5 separate regions of the Sus scrofa genome follow, and all the other regions are linked to region 1. Evidence: chromatin contacts called from public Hi-C and HiChIP or PLAC-seq data. All regions are on one chromosome and are shown on one strand. Each heading gives the region's core, a stretch centred on a gene start, on an enhancer-like site or on the middle of the called end of the contact. The rest is flanking DNA. Distances are from core to core; before and after follow the strand shown. Region 1 holds the start of TRPC4AP (short transient receptor potential channel 4-associated protein). Region 2 holds the start of GSS (glutathione synthetase). Region 3 holds the start of MMP24 (matrix metalloproteinase-24). Region 4 has its middle 18 kb from the start of MMP24. Region 5 overlaps TRPC4AP (short transient receptor potential channel 4-associated protein).

Region 1 (2,605 bases), core at 48-2,547:
TCAAATAAGGGATGTATCACCATTACCACAAACCAGCTTTAGAACTATATTTTGATTTTGTTATATGTAACTTAATATGTCTGAGATTCATTTTAGCTTTTGCTGTAAAGTTTAAGACCTAAATTTTTTTTTCTTTCCCCATTGATTTGAAATGTCTCCCTTACCACATGCTAAAGTTCCAAGTATATCTGGATCTGGTCCCTGGTCTCCCTGTCTTGGGGTCACAAATAGGGTTTTACTTGGCCTATGGAGTTTTCAGAACTGGGTAATTTCACATCAAAACCCAGCTTTTTGGCTGTTCTGGAAAAACTAGACGATTCAGCAACAATCTGCAGGAGAGGGTAGAGATCACTCCTTTTGATGGGCCTGAGGATGGTGACCACAATCCCAGTGTGCCAGGAACAATCCCTATATATGCCTGCTGTCCTGTTGTAATTGTTAGCAGCATCCTTTCATTCTTAAATATGTTCTGATTTGAGCAATAAACTATGCGGCACAATCTCCACCATTCCTTATTGCATCACACCCAGCATTCCTCTTTCATTTATTTTACATGATCCCCTCCCAGGAAGAAAAAAGGAGAGGAGAGGACGAGATCCTGCCACAGAAATTTGCCAAAAAAAATGATTACGTTGGTTCGGAGTAGAGAGAACATACCGTCCTGTGTGGAGAAATTACGACGTTTCCTCTGACAGAGAATATGATGTCACAATTTACCAATCCTTTCCCCTTCCATTATTTCATTTAACTTCACGACAATCTAGTTACACATCTTACCCAGTTTGTTACTGTGTATTTGCATATGGATTTGCTGACCTCCCCTGTAACTTGCATTTGAAAACAGGGACTTTGTTCTGCTCAGCACTGTTTTCCCAAGGACTGTTCGGTACTGATAGAGCGGGCCCCAAGGAACTATTTACTGGCTGAACAGACTCCCAGGAACTATCGACTGAATGAACTAACAAGAAACTGAGGCTCAGGTCCGTGGCGAGTCAAGGGTAGAGAAAGAGGCAAGCAGGAATCACATCAGGCGGCCAGATTCCTGGTCTGGAACCCAGGATCTTCTAGCTAGTTGGCTATAACCTCCCCAAATAGGCAAGAAATGGGAGAGTGCGCACGCAGAGACTTGTCTTCGACGTCAGAGGACCTCGCCAAAATGCTGGGCCAGAGAAACAAGTGGCGCAGGGGACGCCAGGCTCTCTCGCACCTGCCCGCCTCAGATCAAGACTACAGTTCCCAGCAGCCCCCGCGGGGCTCACGGCTCTGCCACGCGGCTTGCGCCTCCGCCGTCAGCCCAGTGGGGGCGCTGCGGCGACCCCTCCGCCGCCCCGTAGAAATCTCCGCGGCCCCGGGGCCGCTTGCTTCCTGTTTGTCGGACGAGGAGACATGGCGGCGGCGCCGGCGGCTGCTGGATCTGGGGCCGGCCGGGCGCGACGGGCGGCGGCAACGGTGGCGGCTTGGGGCGGATGGGGCGGCCGGCCGCGGCCTGGTAACATTCTGTTGCAGCTGCGGCAGGGCCAGCTGACCGGCCGGGGCCTGGTCCGGGCGGTGCAGGTAGGAAGTCGGCCCGGAGGGGCGGGGCGGGGTGGACCGGGCGGGAGCTGGCCGAGGGCCGGCGAAGAGGCCTTTCCAGGCCGCCGCAGTACGGGCCCGACCCCTCTTGGCCGGCCGTTGGGCCTTTCTGTGGGCTCTCCGGACGCTGTCAGCCGCGGCAGGACAGTGAGTGGGCAGTGGCAGGCTAGAGGACCTGTGTTAGGGGCTGAGCAAGGCTGAGCTGCATCAGGCATTGATGGCGTGTACGAGTCCGGGGCCCAGCTCCTGGATCCTCCCTTCCTTGCGCCACGTCTGCACGTCTGGAGGACCCTGAGCGAGTTTGCTTTAGCCTCTATGGTCCTTGAGTTTCTCCCCCATGAATTGGGCGGTGGGTCATCACTGCAGCTCCTAAAAGGATCTCAGCTCCTAAAAGGTTCTCTCCTAAAATGTCATTCAGAGAGGCCTTTCCTTGACATAACCCCCCACCCCCACCCCAGAGTAGGTTCCCATTGTTATTCAGTTACAGACCTGAATTCGTTTTGTTCACATTACTTTCTCAGTCTGTAATTACATATTTCTTTGTTGTCTACTTTTTTTCTCGCCTGTATTCCACATTAAGCTGAGCTCCAGCGGGTGCAGGGACTGTATCTGTTTTGCCGGTGTAGAGCGTCATGGTTAAGAGCTAGGGCTGTAGAGTAAGGCCTGGATTCAGAATCCTGCTTTTTCTTGCTTGGTCAAATTACTTTTCTGTGCCTCAGTTTCCTTATTTGTAAAATGGAGATGATAATTAGTAAGCTACCTGTTAAGGTGTTGTGAAGATAAAAGACAATCGTGTAAAAGGTTAAATACATTTCTGGTGCATAATAAGAAACTGAAGGGTAATCAGTTAATATTAATGCTATACTTGGTATCTGGCTTATAATATGTGCTCAATATATGATTAGTCTGTCTGTCTTTCTTTCTTCCTTTCTTTCTTTTTCTTTTTTTTTTTGAGTGAATGAAGAACACTGCTTTAGGGTAAAGCAGGGTGAATTAAGACCTAGGCCGCTCGCCCTTTCCCCTCCCCCTTCAC
Region 2 (2,605 bases), core at 60-2,559, 130 kb after region 1:
AACGGCTCCTCAAGACTGAGCTCCTAAAAGTCTGCTCCAACTTCCGGGCTCTCCCCAGCACCTACGCCAAACTCTTCACTGTCTCTAAAACAAGACTAGCCACATTCAGAATTATTTGCCTTTGCTGTTTCTGCTACTGCTACTTGGTACCCAGTTCCCATTCCTGCCTCTCACCTTCACCCTCATTTCCTTCACTGCTTACACATCGCTATCCATCCTTCCAAACCCTAAAAGCCTTCTCCATTTCCCCCCAAACACCATTTACCTTTTTTTTTTTTTTTTTTTTTTTTTTTAAGGACCACACCTGCAGCATATGGAAGCTCCCAGGCTAGGAGTTGAATAGGGGCTGCAGCTGCCGGCCTACCTACCTACCTATGCAGCAGCTTGCAGCAATACTGGATCCTTAACCCACCAAGCTATGGCTGGGATCAAACCAAAATCTTCACAGACACTATGTCAGGGTCTTAACCAGATGAGCCACAACAGGAACTCCCTTACCTGTCTACTTTTTGAATCAGATGTGAAAGCAGGGCCTCTGTCTTATTCATAGTTAATTCCCCAGAGCCTGAACTGATAAATTCAGTTTAACTAAAATTCCTATCAGGTGCTTCAGACTGAGAGAATCCTATCACAGAGCAGCTGGGGAGCTGCCAAGGGGTAAGGTGGAGGGTAGGGATCAAAAATCTGCATTTAAAAAAGCAAACAAAAACTGCCCCACATCCTGATGCAAGTGATAGTGGACATTTTGAGAAGCAATGGATCACCCTGAAACATTTCTAAAAACTGCTGGAAAAATGAAAATATTTTCCTTTCACCTTGAAGGCTTTTCCTGCAGCTGCCCCAGGGTTGCAGAAATCTGGTGTTCTTCTCTGGGACCCAGCTGGGTACAAAGCTAAAGCCTGGGTTTCAACACTGGCAGCCCACCCCGTCTCAGGGCCTTTTATTACCACACTGTCCACCACCAACTGTGTGTCTCCCAGGGAGTGACTGTTCCATTCTGGGTATCGGTTTCCCCACCTTGCATCGGACGTCACCAGCTCTGACGTCCTGCGAGCTAAGCAAACTCGTAGCTCTCCGCGGAACCTACAGGGCTCCTCCCCTCCCTCCCAAGGTCCTGTCCGCCTGGGTCCAGCCGACGCACCCCGTAGGCCAAGGCTGCCCTCACACGGACTGCCCCTTCCCAGCCACCGTCCAGCTCCGGAGGAACGGGTCTCCTCCCCCGCTCTGCTCTAGGGGATCCGGCGGGGCGGCCTGCGCAAGCGCGTTGGGTCGTATCGAGGCCCCGCCTCCTGAAGCTCGGGTTAGGGCGCTACGGGTCTGAGTACGGTGCGCGGCGGGACGACGAACGAGTAGGTTGGGGCGCGGCAACGGCGGCCGGCAAGGGTCACGTTTCTTCGGGAGGAAGGCCATGAGGGAGGGGTCTGGCTCGCGATAGGAACCCCGGAGGCCAGGAGATGTTGCATCTCCTACGCACGGCGGGGACCTGGAACCTGGTGTCCAGTTAGGGGGTGGGGCTGGTGCTTCTGGATTCCAAATTCCCTAGATCTCCTGACTTCAGGTCGGGCAGGTGGCGGGGGATCGGTGCCCGTGAGACTAGAACCGGAGTTTGGGTTTTTTGTTTTTTAAACCACAATAGAACTGGGAGCGATTAGAGCCAGACTTTGTCCAGGATGGGAGCGAGCGGGCCCGTAGAGGTGGGACAGGCCTGGGCAGGAGACCGTGGTGTTGCCCCGGGCCTCACGCAGGCGTTGGCCTTGCCCGGATTTAAAGTCCGACCAGGTTTTCTTGTGGGCGTTTTAAGACTTTTGGTGATCTGGCCCTAGCCTGTCAGTCATCATCGTTCTTTCATTTAACATTCACTGAATACAGTAGTAGGCTCTGGAGCTAGAGATGTGATCAAAACACACATGCTATTCCCTGTGGTACAGGGAAATTAATGGGTTGTAGAAAGAAGCCCTGGGCAGAGACTAGGGACAGCTTGTGAAACAGCCGTGAACGCTGGTCAGGAGTGGTGGGGATTGTCCCAAAGAGAGATAAAAGCAAGTGCTAATGCCTGGGAGCAGGAGAGAAGCTGGTGTTTTTCTAGTCACTGAAGATACCTCACTCTGAATCTGTTTAGTGCCCAAGGAAAAGATGGTGGTAGCCAGAACTAGGATCTTAACAGTGGAGGTAGAGAGAAATCAAGGAATTCAGAGTACATATATTTAGATAGAATCCACAGGATCTGGGGGGAGAATAGAGTGTAGGAGAGAAGTGTATACAGGGCTTGGGTGCCTGGCTGGGGGGTTGATCAAGAGTAGGAGCAGATTTGTGGGGAGACAACTACACAGTCTATTCTGGTTCTTTGGAGACTCAGTAAGCAGTTGGATGTTCTCCTTTGAAGGTCAGGAAAAGTGACAGTACAGTGAAGGTACAGATTTGAGTGTCATCAGCACAACAGAAATAAAGCCACAAGAAGGGTTGAAACTGTAGAATGAGAAAAACAAAGGACCCGATTAGCACTTTTCATAGTGATTTTTTTTTGTCTTAGCTTTCTCTATGTCCTGAGTCCTGACATTAGATGCCAGTCAGTGTTTACCAACTAAACAAAAGCCCAACAGCAGGC
Region 3 (2,605 bases), core at 43-2,542, 120 kb before region 1:
GCCCTGGCCCCGCGCGCCAGCCCCACCTGCCCAACGAAGGGCGCCTCCGTCTCGGCCGCCCGCGCCGCCCGGTTCCCGGCCCCCGCCGCCGCCGCCGCCGCCGCTCGCGCGGCGCCCGGGAGGCAGCAGAGCGCGGGCAGCAGCAGCAGCAGCCGCCCCGGGGCCCGCCAGCGGCTCCAGCGCGGGGCCAGGCCCGCTGGCTGCTGCCCCGGCGCGGCGCAGCCGCCCCGGCTCTTCGGCATCCCGGCGGCGGGGCCCGGCCGCCCGGCTGCGATGGCGGCGGCGGCGGCGGCTCCGGCCGGGTCCTCCCGCTGCAGCGGCTGCGGAGCCGCCGAGTCACCGCGCCGCGGACACGCGCCCGGCCCGCCTGTCTTCGCCGCCGCTGCCGCCTCGGCCGCCAGCGCGCCCCCGCCTCCGCGCGCCCCGCCCCGGCTGGGGGCGGCCAGGGGCGCGGGGGCAGCACCCAGGCCAGACCCGCCGGGCTGGCGGCTGTCAGGCAGCCCTGGGACACAGGCCGAGGAGCGGCGCTGCGGCGGGGGTCGCAGAGGCCAGAAGAACTGCTTTTGGAGGCAGGGTCCAAAGGGGTGGAACTGGAGGAAGGGGGCCCGAGGGGCAGCCCTGAGAGAGGGGGAAGAGGCTAAATAAATAGTCTTGGAAATAGAATCACGTCTCGGCTGTGAGGGGAGGATATCCCGGGTTGGAGGTCCGAGGCCAAGGGCATAGTCCTGGGGGAGAGGGGGTGAGGGGGCACATAGCAGGAGATGGGGGCGGGGTGTGAAGAGCTGCCATGGGGTAATGGCAAGGCTGGAGGGAATGAGCTAAAGAAACAGCCTGGAGGAGAGGGGCTGAGAGGGTAGCCACGGAGAAGGGAGAGCAGGGGGTTGAGAAACTAAAGAATAATCCCCTGGAGAGTTTCAGGGGGATTGCCCTGGACGCATTAGGTGAAATTAAGGTGAAGCTCGTTTTCTCAGCCCCAGAGAGAGAGAGATCAACCAGTTGGGAAAATCATCTTTCATCCAAAACAACCCATACTTATTGAACACTTTATATATGTAGGACACTGGGCTACTTGAGATACAAAGAAAAACAAACAATCCCCTCTCCAAAAAAACAACAAACAAACAAACAAACAAAAGACTGATGCCCTGACGTGGAGAGGTTTACAGCTTGGTGAGAAAACGTAAGTGCAAAGAGTCACAGGCCGGCAAACACGGAGTGTCAAAAAGCATAGGGGCAGGTGCTCTGGGGTCAGAGGAGACTTGATAGAGGCCTGAGACGGTCAGGACAAGCATTATCGAGGTTTGGGGCGTGGGACAACTCTAGCTAGGTCTTAAAGGAAAGCCTAGACTGAAACAATGGAAGAGGGATGGAAAGGGCATGATACAGGAAGGTGAGGGTGTACAACAGGTGTCTGGGGCAAGATCCCTTTCTCTGAAGCACAAGGTTCCTATAGAAAAGTTCTGGGACATAGGGAAGGAGTACAGGACTGTAAATCCTAGGAAAGTGAATTTGTATTATATTCTGAAGGGACATAAAAGTGGTAGTGTTTGAAAGTGGCCTTTTTTTTTTCTTTCTTTTTTCTTCTTTTGAGCAGGATAGTGGGTGGAAATTGGTGTTTTATGATTACCCGGCAATTTGGAGGTATGGAAAGGGAACAGGCTTTAGAGTCACACCTATGTTCAAATCTTGGCTCTGTCCCATTTTTATAAAAAAAAAAAGATCCTGCTATCACTACATAAGGTTGCTGTAAGGATGACTTACTTGACATTTAATAGATGGTCCATATTTGTTCCCCTCCCAGTGTACAAAATAATGACCAGAGGAGGCAGAGAGATTATTTGGGAGATTACTGCAGCAATCTAGGTACAGAGAAATAATGATGAAAATAATTAGCCTTTGTTAAATGTCCACTATGTAAAAAGCACTGGGCTAAGCCCTTTACTGTATTATATCTCACTTAATCCTCATAAATAAACCCTATGAAAGATGCTATTATCATCCCCAATTTACGATGAGGAAATGAAATCTCTGAAAAACTTTGCCAAATTGGCATGACTTATAAATGGCCGAGCTGAAGCGATCTGACTTCAGAACCCTTTTTTTTTTTTTTCTAGGATGGTTATCGGGGGTTAGGGAAGGGACTGATTTAAGAGACATCAGGCAAAAAAGAAGAGGGAAAGGAGTTTGGAGTAATGACACGTCTAGAAAGATGGGTGGTGGTTTCTTCACAAAAATGGAGTTGTCATAAGGAGGAACTGGCTTGAGGGACTCGAAAAGGAGTTTGACTTCACACCCCCTGAGACCGAAGTGACCACAAATTCCCCGAGATGGGTATAGCAATGAGTTCAGAAGAGGGTGGAGAATAGATATTTTGGAGATATCCAGGTCAATATGATAGCTTGAAACTGAAAAATTGGATTTGAAAAGAGCAAGAGCTTAAAGGCCCTCTGCTGAGACATATATATTTAATCTAAAGAGTGGTCAAAAAGATTGAGGAATCAGGGTTGTGGAATATATGGGAAGGAGGAGGAGCATTTCAAGCAGAGGGAGAGGGGTTGGAGGTGTCAGGGAGCTCACAGAGACTGAAGACTGCATACACCCATTG
Region 4 (2,605 bases), core at 30-2,529, 100 kb before region 1:
ACTTCCACCACAGGTGACCGTCTCCCTCTTAAAACACACTCTTCCCTTGGCTTTTGCACCATCACAATCTGATTTTCCTTCCTGCTTCTCTGGTCCCTCATTCTAAGTTTCCTTTTCTAGTTCCATCTCTTCCAATTAACATTCTAAATTCAGAAGGTTCTCATGGCAGTTATAAGCCCTCTTCTCTTTCCTTTTTTTTTTTTCTTTTGCTGCCTTTGGTTATTTTTATTCTTAGCAATTTATGTCACCATATGAACCTTTCTTCATTATTTTCTTCAAAAGTAATACTTAAAATGAATTCTAATAGGCACTGAGTGATTTTTTCCAGCCCCATAATCCAGCCACTCGGCACACTTTCCCTTCCTCTTTCTGTTCTTTTCTCCCTAAGAGATTTCATCTATTAACCACAATTTAAAATACCATCTGCATCCCAGCAACTCCCAAATTTCTATCTCTCACCTAAGACCTTGCTCCACACCTCCTAAATCCAGTTGTTTATTCCACATCTATACCTGAAGGTCCCACAGAATTTACCAACTTAAAAAAAATGACCCAAAGCTAAGCTCATGTTCTTTCCATTCAGAATTTCATCTACCGCTAGGCATCCTCATAGTATTCTATCTGCTCAGTTCATGGCAGAAACCTGGGCAACATCCCTGATATCTCCTTATCCTCCTCCATAGACAATAAATATTCAATTCCAATGGGTTACATTTCATGCAGGATTCCCTTAAGCCTTCAGACTAGGCTGCACACCTCTACACCCCTACTCTATACCCCCATCTAGCCCCTTGTAGTTCGTAATACTCATCCAAATCGTAAGTATATAATTATTCATGTAATTCTCTCTCCCCCTCTACATCATAAACTCCATAAGCACTAGGACCAAGCCCGTCTTTTATTTCAGGTACATAATAGGATCTCAATAAATATTTGTTAAATGAACAAATACACACTCAGCTTGTAGCCACCATGTGTTGTGTCTCTGCAATTTAGTACCTAATGCTATGTGCACAGTAGGGGGCAGCAGAGTATAGATAATAGAAAGAGCCTGGGCCTTGGTATTAAAAGGGTGACTATCAGGGAGGGTATGATAGTCACAATATGGAGAAAAGTAATTTAGATTTATACTTCATATTATACAACAAGAACCATGTCACCCTGGATAAAATCATAACAAAGTAAAATAAATAAAATTAGAGAATACATTTTAAAAAGGTTGACTCTAGGTAAATCACTTAACATTTCTGAGATTCTGCTTCCTTCCTGGGAAATCAGGGCTAATTCTCCTTCCCAAGGATCAAAAGAGATAGGCAGATATAGTACAAACCAAAGAGAGTGTTGTTGGAGTCAGTTATAAGTGTTTGTTGAATAAATAGAGGTAGAGGAAGAGGGTCCTTGTTACTCTGTGGAACAGATGTGAGTAGAGACTCACAGATTCAGAAGAGAGGAAATGAAAGCTCACGAAGAGACTGGCCTAAGTCCAGAGCCCGCTGGAGGCAAAGCTGTGACGTTATCACAATGTGTTCTTGGCACGCTCTCATCTCTGCTCTCTGATCACTGCCCTCACCCCTCCGGTGCCCTCTGGCTGTGCTGTGCTGTAGGCCTTTCTTTCCCTTTCCTCCCATCAAAACACATCTGTCCTATGTCCCTGCCCCTCAGAGACCTGCTCATTGTCATCCACAAGGACAGCTGGTTAACCCTATAAATGGGTCTCTGCTAAAATGTGTTATTTACTGCTCTGATATTAGAAGTTGGAACTTCCTGAGATAGAAAGAGTAACCTACTAAAAATAAAAAAATCCCAATGATGAAGTCCTAGGTTCTGTACAGTAAGAGAAAATGGAAAATTAACAGGGATTAGGGCAGTCCTAATCTTAGGCTCAAGAAAAATTATTGAACAAATACAGAATCTGTTAGATGTGACTTGATGGTAATAGAGGAGAAAAGCTTCTTTCAAAATTCATATGTGTATATTATATATATAATAGATGTATATGTATCCATACATACGACTTAATTGTAATTTACATCAGTGTCATTAGCTTTTTGATGTATAGTTCCATGAATATATATATGATATATGATATATATATATATATAGATAAATGCACAGTCATGTAACCACCATAATTACAAAACAGAATAGGGAGTTCCTGTTGTGGCTCAGTGGGTTAAGAACCTGACTAGTATTCATGAGGATGTGAGTTTGATCCCTGGCCCTGCTCAGTGGGTTAAGGATCTGGCATTACCACAAGCTGTGGCATAGGTCACAGATGTGGCTTGGATCATGGCTCTGGTGTAGGCCAGCAGCTACAGCTCCGATTTGAACCCTAGCCCAGGAAATTCCATATGCTATAGGTATGGATGGCCCTAGAAGGAAAAAACAAAGCAAAAACCAAACAGAATGGTTTCTCATTCCCTAAAAATTTCCATGTGTTAACCCTTTGTAGTTAACCCTTCTCCCACCCTTAAGCCCTGGCCACACTAATGTTTTTTCTATCCCCATAGTCCAGTTTATCAAGTTTTCCTTTTATAAATTTTGTTTTCATTTGCATTTAAGAATTTCATCCAGTAGTTTAAGGATCCGGTGTTGTCACTGCATT
Region 5 (2,605 bases), core at 67-2,566, 68 kb after region 1:
TTCCACAGACATCACCCCCCCGAAACCCCGCAGTGCCCTCAGGTCCCCTGAGCTAGGGGATGAGGATGCTGAGGCACTGGAGGCTACACAGCAAGTGTGCAGCAGAGGCAGGATTTTGCATGATAGCTTTTCAGATTCTCTTTAAATCAGTTGACTCTTAAACAGTTCTGGGAGCTGGGCCAGGGAGTCCCAACACATAGATCGAGTAACTATGGTTTTTCTCCCAACATGGAAGAAACTTTATGTGAATAGATAGAATTTTCACAATTAGATTTTCTCTAGGAAATTTTTCTTAGTCTTTACCCACTGCCACTATAGTTGCCATTAAGAGCTTGCAGATTAGAAGAAAGAAAACAAATAGCAAGCAAGCATTAGCAGAAAAACTCAGAGTTAGTTTTTTACTTCTTTTTAACACAGACTTATGTGTTGCATACATGTGTCCAGCATTTTTTAACCGCTTTTTAACCGCTTTCAACATATGTAAATCATTTAATCTTTGCAACATTGCTAAGAGATAATGTTGCAAAGATTAAATGATAGGTTCTGTTGCCATTATCCCCGTTTAACAGATGAGGATGGATACTGAAGCATAGATAGGTCAACAAGTTTCCCCAGAGCCACCCAGCTAGTGAACAGAGCTGGGGTTCATACCCAGCAGCCAGGCTTCAGGGTGCTTAGGCCTGTGCTGCACTTCCTCTGTCATGCTTTGTTCAGCAGCTGGTCTTCTTTCAGCTTTTGTATTAGTGAGGTCACATGGCTGGAAAAAATAGTTTCAGGTCTGTAGAGTGGAGTTAAGTTAGGCTCTTACGTCACGATATCACCATGCAGCAGTCCTGACTCTGCATGCACCTCACCTGAATGTATTCAAAAGCATTGCTCTGTACCACATAGATTTTCAGGCCTTTGCACAAGGCTTCTGGGGCAGCAGTCCCAGTAGGAGCTTGAAAGGACCTTAGTGGTTACTGATTAGTAGTTACTGATTCATCCTTTCACCTTAAAAGTGAGGGAAACTGAGGGGAAGTAAATCCTAAGGTCTCCTGACCCTGACCCTTAAAAATGATAGGGACCTGCTTCCCAGGAATCTGGTGCTGGGCTTTCTTGTGTCCTCATTCACTCCTCACAGGGACCCTAGCCAACCAGTGCAGCACTGCCGTCCTTCCCGTTTTACATGGCACTCAAACGCCTGATGAGGAGGTGACTTGCCCAGTGTCACCCAGCCAGCAGGTTGTCGTTCCACAGCCCTTAGTCCTCATCCCTTTGCTCTGCCACATTCCGGAGAGTACACTTCACTGTGGCCTCTGTGACCCACTGACGCTTTTTTTGTTCCCTGGGTAGTAGAGTAAATGCGATGGTTTACCTAGAGCCCCAAACACAATGCCAGACACATAGTAAGTGTCCCTTAAGTATTATGTAGCTTTTGCTGTTGTTACTAATCATGGAATTGGGTAAAAGGAAAAGCTTCTAGAGGTTAGTATGTTCATCTGTCCCACTGCTAGCAATTGTGATGCCTGGTCTGCCTTAGGGAGTTGAACCTTAGGAAACTTTAGATGGTTGTTGTTTGAAAAACAGGAGGAAAAAACTTCAGAAAGGATCCCTTTTAGTCCTTCAGCACTGCCCCCTTGTGGAATCTAGGTAGAAGGACCAGGTACTCAGAGTCATTTGTGGGCTGAAGAGAATTTGACACAATATGCAGCTAGACATCTGACTGGGTACTTTCTGGGGGTGGGGGTGGATGGGTCTTATGGTGGCAGAAGGGAGTAAGGCAGGGAAGGGCTGGATCTCATTGCTGCATTGGCTGTGTCAGAGTATTTTTACTGAGTGTTGAAGTTGATAGGATAGAATTAGAGAGTCCATGTTCCTAAATTTCTCAGCTTCTCTGACCCCTCAGGGCCTAAAGGGAGTTTTGCGGCTTTCAAAGTTTCTGTCACTGGAGTTCCCGTCATGGCTCAGTGGTTAATGAATCTGACTAGGAACCATGAGGTTGCGGGTTCGACCCCTGACCTTGCTCAGTGGGTTAAGGATCTGGCGTTGCGTGAGCTGTGGTATAGATCTCAGACGCGGCTCGGATCCCGAGTTGCTGTGACTCTGGCATAGGCCGGCGGCTACAGCTCCGCTTAAACCCCTGGTCTGGGAACTTCCATATGCTGCGGGTGCGGCCCTAGAAAAGACAAAAAAAAAAAAAAAAAAAAAAACAAAAACCCAAAAAACAAAGTTACTGTCACGGGCTCAAGGCCCACTCTAATGGCTGTTACTTAAGTTTGTTCAGAGCGTGCTTGAGGGGCAGAAGCACGTATCCTCACAAGCAGTGACTGACCCTCTCTCCTGGTGGCTGTCTCAGCCTCCATTGTCTTCCCTCCTCCAGGGGCTTCTGAGGAGAATGGCCTGCCTCACACTTCAACTAGGACCCAGCTGCCTCAGTCAATGAAGATCATGCATGAGATCATGTACAAACTGGAAGTGCTCTATGTCCTCTGCGTGCTGCTGATGGGACGTCAGCGAAATCAGGTGGGCCCCTCCTCACAGGTCAGAACAGGAGGAGCCAGGAGCACACGCTTCCTGGGTGACCGCCTCTCATAATGGCTCTGTCTCTAGCACAGCAAAGCAA

The links. A called contact is a pair of places that touch in the nucleus more often than the background predicts. HiChIP or PLAC-seq counts read pairs in DNA pulled down with a chosen protein or histone mark.
Region 2: a Hi-C map of skeletal muscle shows a contact between it and region 1, with 4 times the contacts expected there. The contact joins the promoter of GSS here to the promoter of TRPC4AP in region 1. A contact is called at or near these places in 1 of 5 promoter capture datasets (liver), 4 of 47 Hi-C or Micro-C datasets (heart right ventricle, liver and skeletal muscle) and 2 of 2 datasets of contacts at active chromatin or transcription factors (alveolar macrophages and skeletal muscle).
Region 3: an H3K27ac HiChIP or PLAC-seq map of alveolar macrophages shows a contact between it and region 1. The contact joins the promoter of MMP24 here to the promoter of TRPC4AP in region 1. A contact is called at or near these places in 1 of 5 promoter capture datasets (fetal skeletal muscle), 13 of 47 Hi-C or Micro-C datasets (alveolar macrophages, blood, embryonic fibroblasts and 5 more) and 1 of 2 datasets of contacts at active chromatin or transcription factors (alveolar macrophages).
Region 4: a Hi-C map of liver shows a contact between it and region 1, with 5 times the contacts expected there. The contact joins the enhancer-like site here to the promoter of TRPC4AP in region 1. A contact is called at or near these places in 3 of 5 promoter capture datasets (fetal liver and liver), 27 of 47 Hi-C or Micro-C datasets (adipose tissue, alveolar macrophages, blood and 12 more) and 2 of 2 datasets of contacts at active chromatin or transcription factors (alveolar macrophages and skeletal muscle).
Region 5: a Hi-C map of skeletal muscle shows a contact between it and region 1, with 4 times the contacts expected there. The contact joins the enhancer-like site here to the promoter of TRPC4AP in region 1. A contact is called at or near these places in 8 of 47 Hi-C or Micro-C datasets (brain, fetal heart ventricle, heart right ventricle and 2 more) and 2 of 2 datasets of contacts at active chromatin or transcription factors (alveolar macrophages and skeletal muscle).

Annotation. Positions count from the first base shown.
Region 1 is chr17:38,466,982-38,469,586 of Sscrofa11.1, reverse strand. It overlaps TRPC4AP (short transient receptor potential channel 4-associated protein), which reads left to right and starts at 1,297. Exons shown (of 19, transcript XM_003359957.4): 1 at 1,297-1,554. The coding sequence starts at 1,387.
Region 2 is chr17:38,340,957-38,343,561 of Sscrofa11.1, reverse strand. GSS (glutathione synthetase) reads left to right here and starts at 1,309. Exons shown (of 13, transcript NM_001244625.1): 1 at 1,309-1,349. LOC106506661 (a long non-coding RNA gene) reads right to left here and starts at 1,242. Exons shown (of 3, transcript XR_001302099.2): 1 at 1,018-1,242.
Region 3 is chr17:38,585,917-38,588,521 of Sscrofa11.1, reverse strand. MMP24 (matrix metalloproteinase-24) reads right to left here and starts at 1,292. Exons shown (of 10, transcript XM_021077693.1): 1 at 1,260-1,292; 2 at 27-725. The coding sequence starts at 1,292.
Region 4 is chr17:38,568,050-38,570,654 of Sscrofa11.1, reverse strand. No RefSeq gene overlaps it. Among named protein-coding and RNA genes, the nearest start is that of MMP24, 18 kb to the left of the region's middle. Within about 2 kb of position 1,279, at least 32 of the 83 cell types and tissues checked have an H3K27ac peak or open chromatin away from gene starts, as enhancers often do. A contact at or near this core is called in adipose tissue, brain, liver and 5 more, where this site is marked.
Region 5 is chr17:38,399,017-38,401,621 of Sscrofa11.1, reverse strand. TRPC4AP (short transient receptor potential channel 4-associated protein) reads left to right here. Exons shown (of 19, transcript XM_003359957.4): 9 at 2,339-2,505. Among named protein-coding and RNA genes, the nearest start is that of MIR499, 26 kb to the right of the region's middle. Within about 2 kb of position 1,316, at least 6 of the 83 cell types and tissues checked have an H3K27ac peak or open chromatin away from gene starts, as enhancers often do. A contact at or near this core is called in skeletal muscle, where this site is marked.